Regions from separate parts of the Bicyclus anynana genome. Here region 1 is linked to region 2. A link is a contact called in public Hi-C data. All regions are on one chromosome and are shown on one strand. Each heading gives the region's core, a stretch centred on a gene start, on an enhancer-like site or on the middle of the called end of the contact. The rest is flanking DNA. Distances are from core to core; before and after follow the strand shown.

The links. A called contact is a pair of places that touch in the nucleus more often than the background predicts.
Region 1: a contact with region 2 is called in a Hi-C map of whole body, with 5 times the contacts expected there. The contact joins the promoter of LOC112044254 here to the enhancer-like site in region 2. A contact is called at or near these places in 2 of 2 Hi-C or Micro-C datasets (whole body and whole larva).

What each region holds. Positions count from the first base shown.
Region 1 is chr1:14,890,581-14,895,163 of ilBicAnyn1.1, forward strand. LOC112044254 (peptide chain release factor 1) reads left to right here and starts at 2,022. Exons shown (of 4, transcript XM_024080047.2): 1 at 2,022-2,721; 2 at 3,099-3,341; 3 at 4,227-4,363. The coding sequence starts at 2,139.
Region 2 is chr1:14,724,048-14,728,716 of ilBicAnyn1.1, forward strand. No RefSeq gene overlaps it. Among protein-coding and RNA genes, the nearest start is that of LOC112053827, 11 kb to the left of the region's middle. Within about 2 kb of position 2,389, at least 6 of the 8 cell types and tissues checked have open chromatin away from gene starts, as enhancers often do.

The DNA of each region.
Region 1 (4,583 bases), core at 772-3,271, 170 kb after region 2:
GCATTTGAATATTAATAGAACACGCACACTAACCACACTAACTTATACAATGTGCTTAACCGCACACCTACCTAAATAATAAAGAAAATTGGCCTATTCTTATTTTTTAGAGAAATTAAGAACAAACTCAAATGGCACATTTGCACGAATAATGCGGCGACCATGCGGACTTGCCTAATTATTATAGGTGTTCAAGATTTTATCCTTGCATAAAAATAGGTAGGTTTAATAAGTAAGTTGTTTGTTTACCTACTTATCACAAATCATGGGCAAGCTACTTACCAACAGGATCACTTTATTATTATACAGGCGAAAGGTCGTCTTAGTGTGAGTATTTTACCCAGTATTTTATTTGTTTCTCCTTTAGGTACGTCGCATTTGGCTATAAATGTAACTACATATTTAATGGAAATAGTTTTAATCTGGATTACCACATACCTAGCTACTTTTTATCTTGGGCATGTCTATAGGTCGTTATTACATGCAAGCTTAGGTACTTACCTACCTATAGCAAAAATCTTATTATGGTGTTAAAGATTATTTAGACGATAAAAAAATCTTAATATTGAATTGCACTATACGATTGTGTATTTAGCTCTAGGTAAATTTGTAAAATTGATGATTGATTGATTTGATGATAAACAAAAAAAATACCCTGACTGAGTTTGTTGTGGGCTCTTCTCGCGCTTTAATTTTAAGTTTTCGACAAATTATTATCATAATTATTTTATCTTACAACATTATCTACTTATTATAAGTACCTGACGTTTGAAAAGTGCTTGTGAACTAAGACTAAATTAAATTTAACTTTGACTTAGCCTTTATAGGTAGGTAACCAATACGTGCCTAACAGACAGAGTATGCAGGACATTTGAGGTTTGTAGACTATTGTGCCTTTCATAAAAATTATATTACAATGCGCGGTTCTGCGCCCCTCAACCTATAGCATAGGTGTTAAGCCTCATTTGCCTTTAATTTCATACAAAACGGCAGGAAACGATGTGGTCTGAACGCCAACAATAGCTGTCCACCTGTTCGCTATTAAGATCTAATAACATGCCAAAAGAAGATGACCTACGTCCTTGCGGTCTGTGGGGAAGCCTTTGTAATCCTACCCTACTTGCACCTACCTTTGTTCCTCCTAACAATTTCATTAAAACGAAATGTTTAGGTGGAAACTACCTTATTTAATGATTAGTCTATGAATCTTGAGTCTAGAGATCGTGTCCTGGTGTACAGGACTCACCGTCACCATACCAGGCTGCCGCAAATCACAACCTGGAACCACAACAACCTACCTAACAGTAGCATCCACATAGACGCAAAAATGTAGTCTCACCATAAGGACTTATACGAGACTGAATTTTTCATTTTGTAGGTATTATTTGTAGATAGGTAGGTACGTATAATTAGTTGGGTATACGATATATTGTTATAGATACGGTCTGTAACAATAGATATGTAGATACGGTCCCTTTATGTTTGTATATTACAACAATACAGTTGGTTTTGTTTAGAAGCATTTACTATTCATTGACTTTTCAGTACACGACCAGTTGGATGAACGTTGTAAGAAATGCCATAATTTGCCATTATAAATATTTTTCCATAAATAATTTCCACACACAAATAACTTGTCATTAATGCATTGTATGCAATGCAAATAAAGGTTATCGAATTACTCTATTAAATTCAATATCCCTAGCAAAGAAGCAAACAACATTACAAGAATAATTGTAATGTATTCTGTGATTACCTTTTGAACTATAAATCCGCCTCTATACGTTTTTATCGTGCTTATAACTTTTTAGTTACGCCATCTATATGTTATTAAAGATACTAAAACGAAGAAGTTATATTATTCACTACTAGATGTCGCCTTACGCAAAACTTACTATTACTACTCACTAATAGATGGCGTAGATATCTGTTAGTTTAAACTTATTTCTTTCAAAGTTGACGATTGACTTTGACTTTGACATGAAAATAAAAAATTTTTAGCCGTCTGTTCCAAATTGTATTCTATGGTCTGTTCTCTGTTATGAAATTCGAAAATAATATTTTGCATTTTTGTTTTTTACTGAGATTTCGAAATTAATAAAATATATCCATAATTAATATAATATTCTACTTAAAACATGTCTTTACCAAGATTTACATTTATACGATCAATATGCAAGTTAGAAAATCTAATTCTCCGTCGATATTCGGCCCAAAACACTGTAAACTTGTCTGACCCGGCCGTGCAAAGGTATTTAAACCATTTAATGCTGGAACATGCTACTTTAGAAACAAAACCTCGCAGGAACATCGACGAAGCGAGACGACTCCAAGAAATAAAACCCATAGTGCTAGCTTTGGAACAACGTATCAGTCTTTACGACAGTATAGATTCACTCAAGGAGTTGAACAAACGTGAAGGACAGGACGAAGAAATAAAGAAAATGATCAAAGAGGAAGCGGAAATATACTTAAAACGCATGAAAGAAGTTGATGGTGAATTACAGTCAATAGTTTTGGACCCATTCTTAACTGACGGAGGTGTTTTAGTTGAGGTAACAGCGGGCGCTGGTGGCCAGGAAGCTATGCTCTTTGCGAGAGAACTCCTAGATATGTATAAATCGTATTGTGAATATAAAGAGTGGGAGGTAGATATTGCATCTTTGGAGAAATCTGATCTTGGTGGCATAAGGAAGGTGTCTTTGCTGATAAAGGGTTATGGTAAGGGCTATTTTATCAACAGTATGATCTGTGATCTATAATGCACATCTGTGATAATCTATTTTATATAATAACTGGTAGGACTATATAAGATAGCACATAGGATGGCGATATTTCACAGGCTCACAGACTGCCATTTTTAAATATAAATAGGGAAAACATGTAACATTTTCTATAGCACCAACCATGGGCCTCAGAATTTACTTAATTGTAAAATTGGAATTAAAAATTGGGTTGGAGGTAAAGCTAAAAGGTATCGTACAATATGTTGTCATACTTGTCAAATATTGCAATGGTCAAGCTGTTTTGAAGGAGTGCAACCACAATCACTCTAACAAGATTTTTGTACTTATATTAGATTCACCTTTACTATGCAGGTGCACCGGAACTAATGAAAATGGAAGCCGGTGTCCATAGAGTCCAAAGAATACCCGTGACTGAGAAGGGGGGCCGCATTCACACGAGTACCATCTCTGTGGCTGTGCTTCCGCAGCCCAGTGACCTAGAGCTGGACATACCTGACCGAGACCTGAGCATTGAGACCAAAAGAGCCAGTGGAGCAGGGGGCCAGCATGTTAATACCACAGACAGTGCTGTGCGCATCACCCACATACCAACAGGTAATCTAATGAAAAGCTAAAAATAACATTGTATTGTGCTACCTTCTGATCACTTTGAAGGCAGTTCCAAGCCAGTGATATTAATTATGTCATGGGCTCAAATGAAAGTTTGGCATTAAATACTGGCAAGTAATTTTTTTATTGATTGATTAATTTATTTTTCACACTATGTAAATACAATTTATATTGACTTGACACTGGGAAGTCTGAGATACTGGGTTATATGCTAATTTGGTAACTATCTAAACCCATATATTCGGCATACTTTTGAGCACCAGTCCTGTCTGAGAATGAGAGGGGCTAGGTTTAATAGTCCCAATGCTGATTGGCAGACTTTACAAACAAAAAGAATTGAGAAAATTCTCTGTTATCTAGATTTTCTCACCATGTTATTCCTTCGCTGTTTGTGACGTGTGATATATAATTTTGTAATAAATTAATATCACTTATCACTTTTGTTTCATTGGTATGAAATAGATAGGACTGGGACAACACAGCTGCCATTGGTTGACATTTTTTCCATTTCTCTTTTTTCATGAGATATGTATATCATTAGTAGATGCTAGGTTTTCTGGATGATATAATTTATTTACAGTATACCCTTAACTGTTTGACCCTTAATTTGGCGGAACAGGGGCACATCTTCAAGAGGCCTTTCAAACTTTCACTCAAGTTTTGGGATTTATTTGGGGTCTCTCTCAATCACATGACTTACCTAGCATCTGCACAGTCAATACTTAGAATTTTAAGAAATTGTCTTAGTTTCCAAACCAGACCTAAGCTAATTCAAAAATTGTAATTTCGTTATCCTACCCGAGCTCTACTATGAACCTGGGAAAACTCGTGTTAAAATTAAACTCAGAAAAAATGTTATCATACTTATAGGTACAACGGTAGAGTGCCAGGAGGGTAGATCACAGATCAAGAACAAAGAGATTGCTTTACAGAAGTTAAGAACACTGCTGCTACAGAAGCAAATAGATGAACAGTCTTCCAAAATTAACAGTGAAAGGAAATCACAGGTATGTTGTTTTTATAGTAATAGATAATGGCATAAAGCAGATTGACCTTATGTAGTAAACAATTATCTTTAACTGCATATCATACTTTCAAGTAACACATCTTGTAATGTCCTGCACTGAGCCAGGCAACCTAAGCTGTAAATAATGAGCTATAATAAATTCATCGGCAACCAAACTATCTATACTACAGTCTTTCTTAATGAGTACTGTTTACCAACAA
Region 2 (4,669 bases), core at 1,139-3,638:
CGACGGACAACTCAGATGACGTCTTAGTTAGCAAATCAGCCGTGCAGCCGACATTCCAGGCGACGCGTTGGCCAACATCCCAGACGACGCGTCAGCCGATATTTTAGACAACGTCTCAGTCAGCGAATCAGCCGACATCTCAGACGACACGTCAGCCAGCATCTCAGATGACGTCCCATTAAACGACACCTCAGCCAACGTCTGAGCAGCCGACGTCTGTGCGGCCGACATCTGTACAGCCGACATCTCAACCGACATCTCAGCCGAAGTCTGAGCAGCCGACGTCTCAGCCGACGTCTGATCAGCCGACGTCTCGGCCGACGTCTCAGCCGACGTCTGAGCGGCCGACGTCTCAGCCGACGTCTGAGCGGCCGACGTCTCAGCCGACGTCTGAACAGCCGACGTCTCAGCCGACGCCTCAGCCGACATCTCGGCTGACGTCTCAGCCGACGTCTGAGCAGCCGACGTCTCAGCTGACGTCTGAGCAGCCGACGTCTCGGCTGACATCTCAGCCGACGTCTGAGCAGCCGACGTCTCGGCCGACGTCTCAGCCGACGTCCCAGGCGGGACGTCATCTGCTCATCATGCTCATCATTCAGTAGGACTATACAGCGAGTCTGCCGTCCGAAGAGCGGGCATTCGCTAAGATGAAAAAGAGAAAAACTCTCATTCAGTATAGATCTACATAGCAAGTCTGCCGTCCGAAGAGCGGGCATTCGCTAAGATGAAAAAGCTTGTCGGGAGTCACGTGGACACTCGACAGCGAACAATACACATCGGCCGTACAAGATGGCTACGATTTTTTCGTTACTGTCTGCATTTGGTAACTAGGTCTATCCAGCGAGTCTACCGTCCGGAGAGCGGGTATTCGCTTAGAATTGAGAATAATCTCTCATCTAACTAGACCGTTGACAAAAATATCTCCAACAAGTTTCACTGTGCACTATCACTATTTATTAATATTCACATTTAACACTGCTCACTTAACAAAATTTGAAGACGTACTGATTGACATTGACAACTGTCAAGCGACATGCCGGCAGATGACGGCGTGATGTTATGTCAAAACCTCATTTATCCAATGAAATGTAGGGTAGGAACACTGCAAACGGGCAAAATTTGGAGGGTAATCTCGTAAGTGGATCAAGCTGAAGGCTCGAACACCTAAATGTTCCATTTTAAAATTAGCGCAAATGTGTTTTAACTTTTAAAATAAAATATCTTAATCCGCTACTTGACGCTAGATGGCGCTGCCCGTTATATAAAGCTTATCGTTATTTCTTTCTGCTCCATCTATTTTTGTTTCTTGTTTGTGAATCAAAAATTGTAGAATAAGATTTAGTAATAACAAAAACGAAAAACCACTTGTTAATACTTATAAACAACATACGTAGGTACAAACTAGGTAAGTCTATTTAACAAACGCAGCTCGGCCGGTACTTAGGTATAAAACTAACAAGAGGCAAGAGCATAGCATAGTCAATCATATCGGTAATGATATGTACGTGAGCAGAGATGCGGTTTTCGCCGCGAGTGGCTCGTTATCATATTATTAGCCGGGACACCGGGCGGGGTGTTGCTAGCTTTATTTTAACGAATCCACCAATTGTGGATCGTTAACAACCAAAAAACCATTAGGTACAAATTAAACATAATTTAATTTTAACATTATAAAATAATAAAAAAATCACCAGTTAATCATTTCAGAAGAATTGGATTCTTAGACGATTTCTGTTATTGTCAATCAATTTTGTTCCAATTTTTTGTACCTACTTAATACGCACTCCTACACTATTTAGTATTAGGTATGTAAGTAGTTGACTATTGCAGCGTTTTCCTTCGCGTTCTAAACCGGTACCAACAGTGACGAAGATGAATGAATAGAATACGTTCTTATAACATAAACATCCAACTTAACTCCTGTAAAATACTGAACCCAATAATTGAAGTAAAAAAAAAAACAAACCTAAAAAAACCCCGGGACGCTCACCAGAATTAGTAATAACTTGAGTAATCTTTTATTAATTGAATCTAATCAATTATAGAATTTAATTAAGAATCCTCGAAGATATGTGAAGAAAATTTTGACTGCAAAAATATAGAAACTTTCAAAATCGTCTGTGGTCGTAAAATCAGTCCGAAGTTCGTTGTGTCAAGTGCAAGTGTCAAATGTGCCAACTACGGCTGTAACGAGTTAGGTACGTTACCATACAGTTTATGCTTCCATATGAAGTTATCACTTAAAAAAAATGCATAAAATTACAAGTGGGATTTCTCGTGATAATTTAAATCTAGTTTGGTTGTTGTACGCATTTTTTTACAAATAGGGCCAGATTGTTCAACCGGATAAAAGTCCAATTCACCAGAAGTAGTGGAAATTCCACAGAGTTGGCAACACTGCGAACCGCGCTCTTTGCGGCGCAGGGCGGGGTCTCGCACCGCCCTCCGTCCGCCACGCCTGCCGCCGTTGCGATCGAATTCATTTTGAATCTGTGCGATCGCGCGATTCTCTGCCAAAACAAAACATGACAATTCAAGTAAAACTAAAAAAAAACATACCATATTTTTTATATTATTTTAAATTGTAGGTATCTAAAGTAGGAGTATGCTATTAATAAAGCATTTTTTTAATTAAGTAACAGGATATCTGCGATCCTGCGAGGTAGGTAGGTACTTTCGGACCTACAGAGATTTAAAAGGTCATATTATCGGCATCCCTGAAAAACGCCCCATACCAAATTACACGAATTAATGACGTCATTGACTCGCTGATCGTTAGATTCGTATCAAACAAAATTACAAATATCTTTGTTATTTGTGCGTTTATGTTTATAGTCCACATATTGATTAGTACCTACATTTTGAAATTTTATACCTAATCTTATTTATTTTGCAAATATCCAGTCAATCTTTGCTTGTCTCATAAAAATAAATATATTCAAGCTAGTCATCATCCCCAATATATATAGGCTGTAACGAGGCTCATGCGTACGTATTTGTGTAAAATTATTAGTAGGTAGGTACTTCGGCGTCCATCATAGAATTTCAAATTGGTAGACCAGTATCCTAGGGTGGGCACTGGACTATTCTAGGGTAGGGTGGGCCCGGAAAAACTTCATGCCACACAACGCAATTTGCTCTTTTTATCATATAATATTGTCATATTATATAATATGTCAGGACAATATCCTGCGATGTGTGGCATAACCCAATAAAGGGCCCCAACTCAGCATAATGCTACATACTCTTTAAATAAAAAGAGCATGCAGCGCTGTCTAGTGTCTAATGAATTATCAAATTCATGAAGTTTTAAAACGATAGGTGTTTCCGTTCCTGTTAATCGTAAAACGTCAGCAGGTGTTGCATTATTTTATATTTCTTTTTTATAACAAAACTTCACATAAAACCACCATCTATCCAACTCTGGTAAGGTTAGATATGAAGGTTGGTAGACACATTTAAAATAAATAATTCTTTTACTTTCATGAAACCTGAAGCTCTCAAAGTTTATTGTTAACTAGCTGACGCCGCGCGGTTTCACCCGCGTGGTTCACGTTCCCGTAAGAATATGGGGATAATATATAGCCTATAACCTTCCTCGATAAATGGGCTATCTAACACTGAAAGAATTTTTCAAATCGGACCAGTGGTTCCTGAGATTAGCGCGTTCAATCAAACAAACAAACAAACAAACAAACTCTTCAGCTTTATAATATTAAGTATAGATAATATTAATATAGATTTATAGTTACCTAACTATAGGTAAGGTAATAAAAAGATTGGATAGAAGCAGGCGTTACTTTGCGGAAGTTCATTATGAATATATAATAATTAATTTATTTTGCTATTATCCGCAAAAAGCCGACGAACCTATGCTGAGATGTTGCAATTGCATTGCATTGCAATTGCAACATCTCAGCTCTCGTTGTAGAGTCAATATCTCCTGAGGATGCTCCGGTTTCGGGCTGAAACGTACGTAGAGAGTATTTTGTTGGACCTGAGTGACGTTGTCGCATGGATACGTCGGCTTTTCGCGGATAATAGCAAAATAAATAAATTATTATATATTCGTAATAAAAAGAAGTTTGTAGGCAAACAATTTTAAAATTTAGCCCCTTACTCGACCAGAGCCAGTTAGCGACCATTAACGGAACATGGTAGATACGAGTATAGTACCTAGAATTATGTATTTCTTTTCTACCTAAATGAAATTAACTAAATAAACACAAGGATAGATGAATTTTACCTATGCACTTACCTACCTATGGGTAGGTACATTTAATGGTGGGCAGCTATGTGATCCTGACAGTTAAAAAACTTATTTAATACCTACTACTCTTCATCAAAAAAATATTATCCATCTTTTTTCCAGACTTACCTATATATACCTACTTATTTTTATCTCCCACTACCTAAACGAAAACTTCCAAATAGTACTAGGTAAGTGCTTAAGTAGACATATAGTTACCTAGTTGGTACAACAGTAAACAATTGATCTTGATCCTTTCCTATAAGTCCAACTCTAAATCACTGAGATATCGAGGTGTAAACTTTGGGAACCAGTGGTTTAAAAGAGGGGATGATAGCGCAGTACACCGTGACGATCCGCTCCCCGTTTAGAGGGCATTTTTTGTTATTAATGCTCCACGGTTTAAGGTTTTTTGAGCAA